2 separate regions of the Oryctolagus cuniculus genome follow, and region 1 is linked to region 2. A link is a contact called in public Hi-C data. All regions are on one chromosome and are shown on one strand. Each heading gives the region's core, a stretch centred on a gene start, on an enhancer-like site or on the middle of the called end of the contact. The rest is flanking DNA. Distances are from core to core; before and after follow the strand shown. Region 1 has its middle 60 kb from the start of RP1L1. Region 2 overlaps PINX1 (PIN2 (TERF1) interacting telomerase inhibitor 1).

Region 1 (6,179 bases), core at 156-2,655, 240 kb before region 2:
GCAACTTAGCTGCTAGGCTAAATGCCTGCCCAGATTCCAAATCCTTGACCGTGAAAAGTGTCCGCTAGTTCCTGTAGGCTTGCCATGGAGTGAATCCCTTTATTTAGAGCTGTCTATGTTATGTAGGACTAAGAGCCAGCTCTCATTACCACCATTTGCTGTTGTGCGCACAGCGAGCAGCACTGGGCCCTGCGGTCACTGTCCCTTGGAGGTGTCTTAGAGGATGCAGTGCAGAAGAGGAGCACAGGAAGCATTGAGTTGTCCGCATCACTGGATGAGACGGCTGTCGCCCACACAGACACTCCAGAATTGCACCTGCTCCACAGCCCTGGAGAGCCAGTCGGGACAGGCAGGAGGGGCTTCTGCGTGCCCTCATCCCCGGGGGCTTGTACCTACTAGTAACTGCAGGGAGTTACTCTACAGACTGCTGTGTACTTCTTGAAGTTTCTGAGTTGACTCCTACAACACAAAAGAGGTGAACCTTATGTTTCGTTTTCTCCAGTTTCCTGCTTGGCTAAAGGAAAAGAAGTGAGATTGTTCAACAGCAAAGATTCACAAAGGTGAATTTTCCTTGCATACACACAAAGGCACACTCCAGATCGTCTGGGAACAGATAAAGAATTGATGGACCCTAAAGTCGCCTCAATGAGAAATTGTCATTTCTGCATTTGCCAGCAGGGGGCGAAGCACACCCACCTGTAGGAACAAAGAGGGCCCAGCTGCCTGGGTTCTTTGTGGCCAGGGGCCTAAGTGGCAGATGGAGGATGCTGGGGTAGGGGGTGGGGGGGTCCAGACTTGGACTGTTTCCTGCCCCTAGAGAGCCACCCCACCTGCAGGAGAGAAACCAGGGAATGAGACAGATTCAGGAAGGTACCCCCACTCTCTCCCATCCCGGCTGGGCCTTCCAAACACCTGCGGGAACATTCCAGATCTCCCCAGGGAGACTCAGCCTGGTTCCCAGAGGAAACACAGAATGAGCCGTTACATTCGCATTTCGGATGAAGAACCATTCCTTAGCACATCTGGGCCAAATATTGCGTGGTGCATATTTATGTTTTCCCAGGCATTTTCTGTTCATCTGAGTATTTGTTCCACCCGGCTCTCCTTAAGGTTCCTAGGACATTCTAGCTTCGCACAGACCAGCGTGGGGGCAGGCTTCTTTTTCCCTTCCCCTAGCCCTTTCTCCCCAGAGCTCTGGGTCGGAGCTGCCTTATTAGGCCTGCTGTGAAATACAGCTCTCTTCCCAGGAAGGGGGGCGGGCGGGGCCGGCTCAGGGTCACTTCCACCCCGCAGCAGCAGGGACGCTCGCCCTCCTCTCGCAGTGCAGGCTACGAGGGGCTTGTGGTGAAACGGACAGCCCTGAGCTTCGCCGAGAAGGAACGGAGGCAGAGATTCTAACTGGGGCGGGACCCTGGACCCAAAGGGAGAGACACGGAGACATTGAGTGCCCCTCCCGATGGCACAGCTGGACAGTGGCGCGGGGGGGCGGGCACCCAGGGCTCCTGCCCCTTCCCCGAGCGTCAGAACGAGGACCCTCCCAAGAGCAGCAAGGCCCCGTGACGGGACGCATACCCCGCCGCTCCGGCGCAGGACACCTGGCGTCCCGCACGCCCTGGCAACAGCCTGGGCGGCAGCAGCGCCTTCCTGTGCAGCCGCTGCAGCGTGGAGGATGCTGATAACGGGAACAATGCGGCAGAGGAAAAGTGGCCAGAGAGGGACAATGAGTGGCGCAGGGACTCTCCCGAGCCAGGAGGTCCCGGGGCGCGGTGGCCCTCCCTCCCCGCAGACTAGAGACTGCCTGGTGGGCAGTGCTCCCCAGGGAGGAGTGTGGGGGAGGGAGGCAGTGCCCCACCCCCCGCAGCCTCCAGCCCCTGAGGGAAGGCACAGGTGCAGATGAGAAACCATGAATCCCCCCCGAAGGGCCCTCACAGTCACCCCATAGGAGAGACGAGCTCCCAGCATGGCCACCCCTCTGACCCCAGGTGCTCAGGGACCTCTGACCCCCTCTGCTGTCCTCCTGTACATGGGAGGTCCAGCAAGGGGGCTCCTCTCCCGTGGCCTGGGGTGAGTGGCTCTTCACATTTCTGGGGACCTGCCAGCCACTCGGGGAGCCAGCCCTGGGGACAGCAGGGAGACCAAAAACCTTGGGCTAGGCCAAAGATCAAGCCAGTTGTCCTGATGGCCTAGCGTCCTGCCAGGCTGATTGAGTGCTCCCAGGACAGCCAGGCCAGTGGCTGAGAGCTCTGTGGCTCAGGAGTGAATGTGTGGAGGACATCAAATCCCAGCTCCCAAGCCAGACTTAGTGGCTGCAGAAGAGTGGCGCGGGGACAAGTGATGGGCGAGGAAGGGATCTTTGCTTCTCTCCTGGGCACAGTCCGGACAGGCGGTGTTGAGACTGTCTGTTTATCCATTTCTTGGGCCCAGCTTGTACAGACTGAAAGCAACCTAGTAGGATGAAATAAATAAGTAGGAAAGCTGGGAGGATGGAGTGAGGATTTAGTCTACAAAGTGTGTGCCATGGAGCCCTGCACACGGGAAAAAAAACAAACCAACCTGAACCTTATTTCTTTTCTTTCTTTATTTAGTTTATTTGTTTGAGAAGCAGAGATATAGAGTGGGGAAGACACAGAGACAGAAAGACAGACAGACAGAGCACCCATCCACCAGTTCACTCTCCACGTGCCCACAAGAGCCAGGCTGGGGCCAGGCCAATGCTAGGACGTGGGAACTCAGTCTAGGAAGCCGGCGCGAAGGGCAGGGGCTGCGTGACGCGAGCCATCGCCTGCTGCCTCCAGGGTGTGCATCAGTAGGATGTAGGAGCAGAGCCGGGCGCCCTGGTGTGGCACGTGGGTGTCCCACCAGGCCTCCTAACTGCTGGACCAATGCTCACCCTGACCCCAGAGCCAAAGAGAAATTCTCTCCCAGTGTCCTCACGGAGAGAGCCCAGGACAAGGCCCTCTCACTGTGACCACAGTCACCCGCTCCCAGGGGTGTTTCTGGGAGCTTTGGGCAGCACTGGCCATGGAGGCCATGCTTCCAGCTGTCTGCTGTGGCAGCTTCGTGTCAGAGTGGATCTCAGTGTACAGACAGGTGGGGGTTGGGGCAGCTCACGTGACTCAGTTTCTCTGGCGGGGGGAGGGGGCTGTTGCCAAGCATCAGGTTGCATGGAGCTGTAGTTCTGCCTTTGACAACTGCGAGGAGGGGGCCCCGTGCGTGTTCCTGGCTTCCCACAGGTCTCTGCTAAGCCATGTGCCACGGGTGGGGCCGCCACCTCTTTGTTGAGGATGGTCACGGTGCCCTGAGACACCAGGCAGTCGCCTGGCCTGACCCCCAGGGCCCATTCCCCCAGGGCCCAACGCCACTTGTACTTGTGGGTGAAACTCATCCGATATTGTGAAGGGGAACAATGGCCACTTTGGTGGCAGCAGCCAGGGGAGCCTGACCCTGGAGGGCCTCCCATGCCATGCCCCCAGGATGCCACGAGCCATTGGCCAGACAGTGCCTGGCGCTGTGTGACACAGCAGGTGCAGCCTTGGGGGCAGATCGTGGATCCCAGACACCGGCCTCCATCGGTGTGGAAGGGCTCTAGTGCTTTCTCCAGCGGAACCCAGGATACCTTTGCATCTGCTGCCCTGGTCCCTGCCTCAGTTACCCTCAGGAGTGCATGGAGGCCGCGCTGGGTCAGCTCCCAGCAGCCCCCCACCCCCACTTCCACATGGTCAAGGGCAGCACACCGAGCCCCTCTCTGGACTGTTTTGTCAGCACTTGGCATGCGGCCACGGAGGTGACACCAATTACTTGTGTCACCGCTTCTGGGGAAGACGGAGATGTACGACATCCAGCCTAGGGGCCATCCATCACGGCCTGCGAGGGGCCGAGGGTCTGTCGCGGCACCGGGGAAGGGAGGGCCGCCGGTGTGGCTCGGGACAGCCGCTTGGCAAGGAGCCCTTTGTCATCAGCTCTGAGGCCTAGGGTGGGGAGGGGCCCTGGTGCCATCCCGGCCCCTCTCCCCTCTGCTCCGGTCCAGCCGGCCCCTCCCTGGCTTCTGAGGCTCTGTGCTATTGACAATGGGTTCCCTCCCTCGGGAGGCCCTACTCCAGCTCCCCGCTCCTCCTGTGAAAGCCCCTCTTTCTTCGAGGTGCTCCTCTCAGCCGAGACCATCTCCATGTTGCTGCCCCAAAGGCGACTCTGCTTCCTCTCCCAGCCCAGGGCTGGCGCCCGGCCGCACTCTCACCTCTGCGGCCGGATGGCCACCCACCCAGCACAGAAAGCATGGGTTTGTCAAGGGTTCCCTGTGACCGCCCCCCACAGTCTGTTACACCAACCAGCACGTGCTTCGTCGGTGGGTGTGAGGCCAGGGCTCCCAGGTGGGGTGCAGAGAAGTTGGTGACCTGCCCCCCATCCAAGGGTAGCCGGCTCGTAAGCCGCAGGTACAGAGGAAGGCACAGAGGGGCCTGCCAGCAAGCCTTCAAGGTCTACCCACGTAGCTCGAGGCTCCCCCTATGGGAAACAGGGCAGCTGGCTGGCCCGCCAGTCTCAGGAGCTGCTAGGTGGGCCCCGGGGAGAGAAGGGATCTCAGACCCCCTCCCCTGCCTCTGACTCCAGTGCTCTGGCATCGCTCCATGAGAAACCCTTTGTCCTGAGGATTCCCCCAACCTTCCTATGCTTCCTACTGTGTCAGTTTCCCCATCCACGCAATGGGTACAGCAGGAGTTGCCGCGCTGCTTCTCTGAGGGCCACAGGGAGTCAGGTGGGCCTTGTAGAATGGACAAGGCCATCGACCTAGAAGGTGTGGACTGATTCCTGTTACCTGTCTTTGTGGGCCTGGGAGGGGGTGGCAATGGAACCCTGAGCAGGGGAGATACGTGTCTCAGCCAAGGTCAAACAGGCCGGGGCTGGCGGGTCCCAGGCTGCAAACCAGAATTGCCCAAGAGGTTCATGCAGAGCTGCCAGTGCACGCCTCCAGCTCTGCTCAAGGGAGGGCGATGGGAGACGTAGGGAGGTGACTCAACCCAGTCCTTTGGAGCCGAAAAGGACTTCAGGAATGCTGTGGCTGAGGAAGCAGGCCTAGGGGAGCAGCAGAGCAGGAGAGCTTGTTCAAGGTTATCCGGCTTGTTGCAAAAGAGCTGATCACAAGCCCGGCGCTGTGGAGCATCAGGTTAAAGCCCCAGCTCGCAGTGCCGGCATCCCATATGGGCGCTGGTTCGAGTCCCGGCTGTTCCACTTCTGATCCAGCTCTCTGCTAAGGCCTGGGAAAGTAGTAGAAGATGGCCCAAGTCCTGGGGCCCCTGCACCCGCATGGGAGGCCTGGAAGAAGCTCCTGGCTCTTGACTTCAGATCGGCGCGGTTCTGGCTGTTGCAGCAATTTGGGGAGTGAATCAACGGATGGAAGATCTCTCTCTGTGACTCTACTTCTTTCTGTCTTTCAAATAAATAAAAATAAATCTTTGACAGAAGAAGAAGAAGAAGAAGAGCTGATGCCAGAACCCACCCTCCAATCCGCTAAGGCGTCTTCCTCAGAAGCAACCCTTGGTGAGTCCAGAAGTCTTCTGTGTTCAGGGTGCAGCCTCCATCCGAGAAACCACTTTCCCGGTGGCAGCACTAGGAGCTGCCCGATCCACATGACCTTCAAGGAATTCATCACCGGTCGGGGCGGGTGCCTGCACAGCCGGCCTCTGCCGCGAACCGCACAGGACGGTCTTCTGACTCAGCTGCTTCGCAGCTGGGGACACTGAGGCCAAACGGGTGGCACCTGCCCAAGCCTCACAATGCGTGCCAGAGTGGAGGCCTCCAATGCACAGCCCTGGTTCTGCCCCCCGTCACGGGCCTTCACCTGTGCATCCATCTGAGGGCCAGGTCCCTCGCCGCCCTCCCGATTTGTCTCATTTTTTTTCTCCTGCTCTGGAGGTGTTCAAAGCCACAGGCTGTCCTCAAATCCTACAACTCATCCCATACACCCAGCCCTGGGACCACGGCCCTAAGCCTGCTGTCTGCCTGCCATGCTTCTAGTTGGGGACAGGCCCCAGGCATTGGACCACGCAGCGTGCAATGCTCAGCACTTCTCAGAGTTGAAGCCACCCTGTTGCGCTAATTAATTAAACCTCCTTGGTTGCTGGGAGGGAGGTGGCTGTGCTGTTTCTTCTACAGCGAGAGTGAGGGGCGCCGGTTGCCCACCCGTC
Region 2 (5,762 bases), core at 536-3,035:
TTCAGATTGGCGCAGCTCTGGCCGCTGCAGCCATTTGGGGAGTGAACAAGTGGATGGAAGACCTTTCTCTCTGTCTCTCTCTCTCTAACTCTGACTTTCAAATAAATAAATAAATCTTTAAAAAGAAAAAAAGAGTTGATAACAATATTTTACACTGAGATTACATCCTGTAAACCTGATGATTAACAACATGACATCTTCCTACCTGCTGTTTCCTGCCCATGGCAAGTGTTCAGTTCGGCCAGGAGCTGGTTAAAATCATCTTGATGAGCAATCCAGTTGTCCTGAAAATACCAAAAAGGAACGAATGGGAACCTGTGGTTTCCCTAGAATGACTGAGAGAGGACATATTTTAGAGTAAAGGAAATCTGGTAGTTAATACAAAATTTTTAATGGTCCATTAAAATGCTCTTTGAAAAGTCTGAATGAATTCAAGAAATGTGACTTACCTAAATCAACATTAAAAAGGAGCTACTTGGAAGCCTAAGCCTTGATTTCAAAACTGGATGACTTATCCAACTTGGTGTCAAAAACCAACAGGCTGTCTATGTGTTAAATATTAAAATAAAATTCCCACCTTTTTCCCATTTGGGGAAACTATGTGGTTCCCAGGGCAAGAGCAGTAAGAGGTATAGACACTCTCTTCTTTGCTCAATAGCACTTAAAATATTTTACACAATTCTAATTATTTGCATCAGCTCCAATTTTTTATTCTGTAAACTCTGGTGAAGGGATGAGGAAGGACTATGTCCTCTGGATCAATATGCACACATTTATATGGTGGCTGGTTAGTAAGTTCATTACAATAAACAGAATCTGACTTTATAAAAGAATGTGGATCTCCAAAGAAAATAAGTATTCTGTGTTATCTATCTCTCAAAAACTACATTCAAAATCAACCGTACACAAATTCTTTCTTTGGAAGCAGAAAATCCACACTGCACCAATCCACTCAATGCTGCTTAACTGATCAGAACAATTCAGCTTACCTAAAATAACGCTCCCAATTTTCTACCAGATTCTGTTGGCTGCAAAAATTTAGGAAGAACACTTTCAGCTTTCGTACTTTCTAAAGCCAACAGTGACACTGAAAGTGGAAAGCATGGTAGGCCACTAATTTTTAATTATACTGTCACATTTCTGAAGTTTCAATGTTCAAGAACAAATGTGAATAAATTCAACTGCTGAACACCTGAAGTCAGAGCCAGACAGACAGGAAACACCACTTTCCTGCAATACTTTCAAAACAAAATATTATCCACTTTCAATAATATGAGCTAATATTAGTACACAGGTAAAGACAAAAGTTCCTTTCTGTTCTGAAGTCAATTATTTCTATAAAAAGAAAATTTTTTGCCAAGTTTAGCAATAAAACTAACCTGGGTCTCTTAGTCATGAGCAAGTAAGGCATCCCCAAGGACAGTAAGGCAAGGTGAAAGCAGAAGACATAATGAAGAATCAGCTTAGCTGGGGCTCTCAGTGACACAAAGCATGGACTATGCAGACTTGCATGGTTAAAACTGCTCATCAATGTGAGTATTTACAAAACCAAAGTCAGTCAAGCAGGCAAACACCCAGCAGGCACCCTGTTGCTCACTTCATTATTGATCGTCGCTCCGAGTCCCAGGTGATTATTTTTAACTTGAACTTTAATATGCTCTGTGGCTCCTTGCTCCTGAGCCCCTAAGCCCTGTAGAGATCAAACACAAAGTTAGCATTTGTACCTGCTAGAAAGGGAGATTCCCTCTTCCTGCTTTCAGCAACTGTTCAGCTAGCTACTAAGCATCTAGAAGTGAGGCACAGCCTGGCCCTCCGGGTAGACTCAGTCGAGTGGATTCTTCGAAGGTAACGTGTCTATTAACACCAAGCAGGCACTTACTAACACATGCCAGATCTTCAAACGGAGACCAAACACAAGGCCCACATAACCACTACACAGGCATGCCCCTTGCAGGTGCTCGGAAGCAGACCACTGCTGTAAAACAAAGAGAAGCCCATTGGAGGTCTGGCGTCTATGGCTCTCTCCATTAATTTCACAAAATGACACAGAGGAAGGAAGGAGGCCAAACTCCAAGTGGCCTGCATCAGTGACCACTCCTGCATTTAGAAGGAATTCAGGTAAGGAGAAGAACCAGTGCAGGGCTCTACAAAGGGCTTGGTGCACTGGAGAGCTGCAAAGGCACCCAGGTGGCTTCAGCGAAGTGAATAAAGAGGGCTAGATCTCACAGGATGGGACTTCCTGGGAAGTTAAGGTAGGAATCTGCTAGATTTTTAAGTGGGAATGACATGATCTAATCTCCAGAGATTAAAAGCTCATTCTATGTGGCGCAGCAGGTAAAGCCACCGCCTGCAATGCCAGCATCCTATATGAACACCGGTTCAAGTCTTGGCTGCTCCACTTCTGATCCAGCTCTCTGATATGGCCTGGGAAAGCAGTAGAAGATGGCCCAAGTCCTTGGGCCCCTGTACCTGCATGGGAGACCTGGAAGAAACTCCTGGCTCCTGGCTTCAGACTGGTGCAGCTCCAGCCATTGCGGCCAACTGGGGAGTGAACCAACGGATGGAAGACCTCTCTCTCTCTTTCTATGCCTTCTCTCTGTGTAACTCTGACTTTCAAATAAATTAAAAAAAAAAAAAAAAAAAAAAGACCAAAAACAAAGAAACAAACAGCTCATTCTGGCTATTTTATGATACCAGAGAAGGAAAAGAGAGGAAGCAGAGAAGCAGCTGAGAGGCAGGGGCGGGGCTAAGGACAGGTGATGACAGTGACTGGACCAGGGCAGTGTCTGGATACAGAACAACGATCAGGGATGCAGAAACTCAAAGAGCAGAGTCCGTAGAGAGACAGCAGAATTCCTTTCTGTCCTGAAGTGAGTATTTCTAGAGAGAATGGGGAAAACTTGGGGCAGAAAAGATGCAGGAGATGGAGGGTTTTACAATAAAAATGACACCCTTGAGACACTTCGTCCCCAGGAAAAGGTCTCTGCCTGGTGCACAGAGGACACAACTGGACCAGACACAGAAAAGGGCCAGCTCACGGGCGTCAGATAATTCCAAGCATGGCACAGGAATGCACGGAACCACCTGAACGGAGCACTCGAGTTGGCCTGGGGCTGAACACAGGGGAGCTCTGCAGGAACAAGAGCCAGCGTGGTCACGGAGAAGAAAAAAGCAAAAACAAAACAGGAAAGAGGGCAGTGTGTGGAAGCCAAGACAGAAGTGTTTCCGAGAGAAAGCAGGCTATTATTTCCAACACTGCTAATGGAGTGACCACTATGAGATCAAAGAGGGGTCTGCTGGTCTTGACAACAAGTTCACTACAGACCTTGACAAGAACCATTTAGGTGTCGAGATAGCGGAAGTTCTTACTTGAGTCAGCAATAAATGGAATGTGAGAAAAAGGAGAAGACATGTAATCTACTTATAGTGGGGAACAGCCATCACTCTTAGCAATATAAAACTCTGATAGTTGGGTATGATGCCACGTACAATGAATTTAAAAGATGCTAATTGGGGCCAGCACTGTTGTGTAGCAGGTAAAACCTGTGGCCTGCAATGCAAGTATCCCATATGGGTGCTGGTTCGAGTTCTGGCTGCTCCACTTCCAATCCAGTTCTCCACTATGGCCTGGGAAAGCAGTGGAGGATGGCCCAAGTGCTTGGGCCCCTGTACCCACGTGGGAGACCTGGAAGAAGCTCCTGGCTTCAGATTGGTGCAGCTCCAGCCATCGCGGCCAACTAGGGAGTAAACCAGCGGATGGAAGACACCCCCGCCCCGTGCGTGCACGCCTCTGCCTCTCTAACTCAGCCTTTCAAATAAATAAATCTTTTGTTAAAAAACAAGATGCTCATCACAGTAGTTTAGATGATAAGAATTGACATTTAGAAGGGTATTCAAAAAGTTCATGGAAATGCATAGTATGAAAACCCACACATGGATTCCAGAGACTATTTGCTCGAGAAGAGAAGAGATGGAAGAGAAGAGAAGAGAAGAGAAGAGAAGAGAAGAGAAGAGAAGAGAAGAGAAGAGAAGAGAAGAGAAGAGAAAATTTTTCATTCCGTTTTCCCAGGATCTTTCTGAAATACCCTAATATGTTCAACTTTATCATCACATAGGGACTACAATTTATTTCTCCAAAATTACTTATTGATCCAAAACATAAATTCCTCCCAGTCTCCTAGGGATATCTTCTCCGGATGTCTAATCTCTTTGATTGGCTCAATCCCCCCCCCCCCCCATTTTCCTCCTAAATACCTTTCCTTTAGACCACCCCATCTTCTCTAGCATCCTTTGGCCAAACTTGGAGTCGTCATTACTCCATGCTGTGTTTCTGGGATCCAGAGCCCACTTCTGCTTCCGCCGACCTGTAAATGAGAAAGTGTGTCATCACAAACACAAATGTACATAACACAGGCACACACACATGCATAAAATATGACATGTCCTATTAGATACAGGTGTCAGAGTCAGCACAGAGTGGAATGTTGATAGGTTGGGTCATGTCTCCTGGTTTCCTTAGTCACTCAACACACAAACTGACCTTACAAGAAAAAGTAAAATGTTTCCTATAAATGTGACAAAGCAAAATAAACACTCGGTATACTATCCGTTGAGCCTTCCACAGTAGGTCACTGGCAGCAACAGACAGCACTGTCGACACCAGTGTCCTCATCAGGGACAGCACCAGCATCGTAGCTACATTCCTTGTCATCTATTATGTGCCAAAGGCTGTACTTACATTAGATTCAATTTTCAAAGTATCCCAATGAGGGGAGATAATTTTATCTCCATCTTTCAGATGAAAAAATACAGGGCTAAAGGAAAGAAATCTGCCTAACGTGTCCCCAAGCAAAATCAGACCCTTTCTACAAACCAAGGTCCTACTGACTTCAAAGATTTACAAGTCTTCCTAATCCACAATGTAAACAGTCACTATGATTTTGGGGACAGTCAACTCAATCTTCTATACACACAAGCTACAAATATCCCCTTCTCAATGAAATGCTCCCAAATCCCATAATTTATTCCCTGAACTTCCAGTATAGATTATGCTTCTTTTTTGGCTCTTAATTAATTCTAGTGCTTTATGGCTACATATGCATCCTCTGTGCTTCCTATTAGACAACAGTTTCCTCATATGGGTTGCTTTCATAACTTTCTTTCTTATGTATCATTTCAAGACATAAAAAGGAAAAAAGTTTTGCCTGAAAAGACGCTCAATAATAAATACACAAGTAAATGTATGAATAAATAAAAAAGACAGGAAGGAATGGGGAGAAAAGAAAGAAGAGAATATAATTCTATTAAAAAAGCTAGGCTGGTGCCACGGCTCAATAGGCTAATCCTCCACCTGCGGCGCCGGCACACCGGGTTCTAGTCCTGGTCGAGGTGCCGGATTCTGTCCCGGTTGCCCCTCTTTCAGACAGCTCTCTGCTATGGCCCGGGAGTGCAGTGGAGGATGGCCCAAGTCCTTGGGCCCTGCACCTGCATGGGAGACCAGGAGAAGCACCTGGCTCCTGGCTTCAGATCAGCGCGATGCACCGGCCGCGGCGGCCATTGGAGGGTGAACCAACGGCAGCAGATGATGGCCCAAGTACTTGGCCCCTCCCAGCCATGTGGGAGACTAGGACAGAGTTCCTGGCTTTGGCCTGACTCACACCTGTTGCAGCCATCTGGGTAGTAAACCAGCAGATGGATCTGTCTGTCTGTCTGTCTTTCCCTCTCTATCACTCTGGCCTTTATAAATAAATCTTAAAATTAAA

What was found. A called contact is a pair of places that touch in the nucleus more often than the background predicts.
Region 1: a Hi-C map of embryonic fibroblasts shows a contact between it and region 2, with 5 times the contacts expected there. The contact joins two enhancer-like sites. A contact is called at or near these places in 4 of 6 Hi-C or Micro-C datasets (ear pinna, embryonic fibroblasts, psoas muscle and 1 more).

Annotation. Positions count from the first base shown.
Region 1 is chr2:43,934,242-43,940,420 of mOryCun1.1, reverse strand. No RefSeq gene overlaps it. Among named protein-coding and RNA genes, the nearest start is that of RP1L1, 60 kb to the right of the region's middle. Within about 2 kb of position 1,405, at least 1 of the 8 cell types and tissues checked has an H3K27ac peak or open chromatin away from gene starts, as enhancers often do.
Region 2 is chr2:43,690,069-43,695,830 of mOryCun1.1, reverse strand. It overlaps PINX1 (PIN2 (TERF1) interacting telomerase inhibitor 1), which reads right to left. Exons shown (of 7, transcript XM_008248958.4): 2 at 4,255-4,364; 3 at 1,598-1,690; 4 at 206-284. Among named protein-coding and RNA genes, the nearest start is that of PINX1, 8.3 kb to the right of the region's middle. Within about 2 kb of position 1,785, at least 1 of the 8 cell types and tissues checked has an H3K27ac peak or open chromatin away from gene starts, as enhancers often do.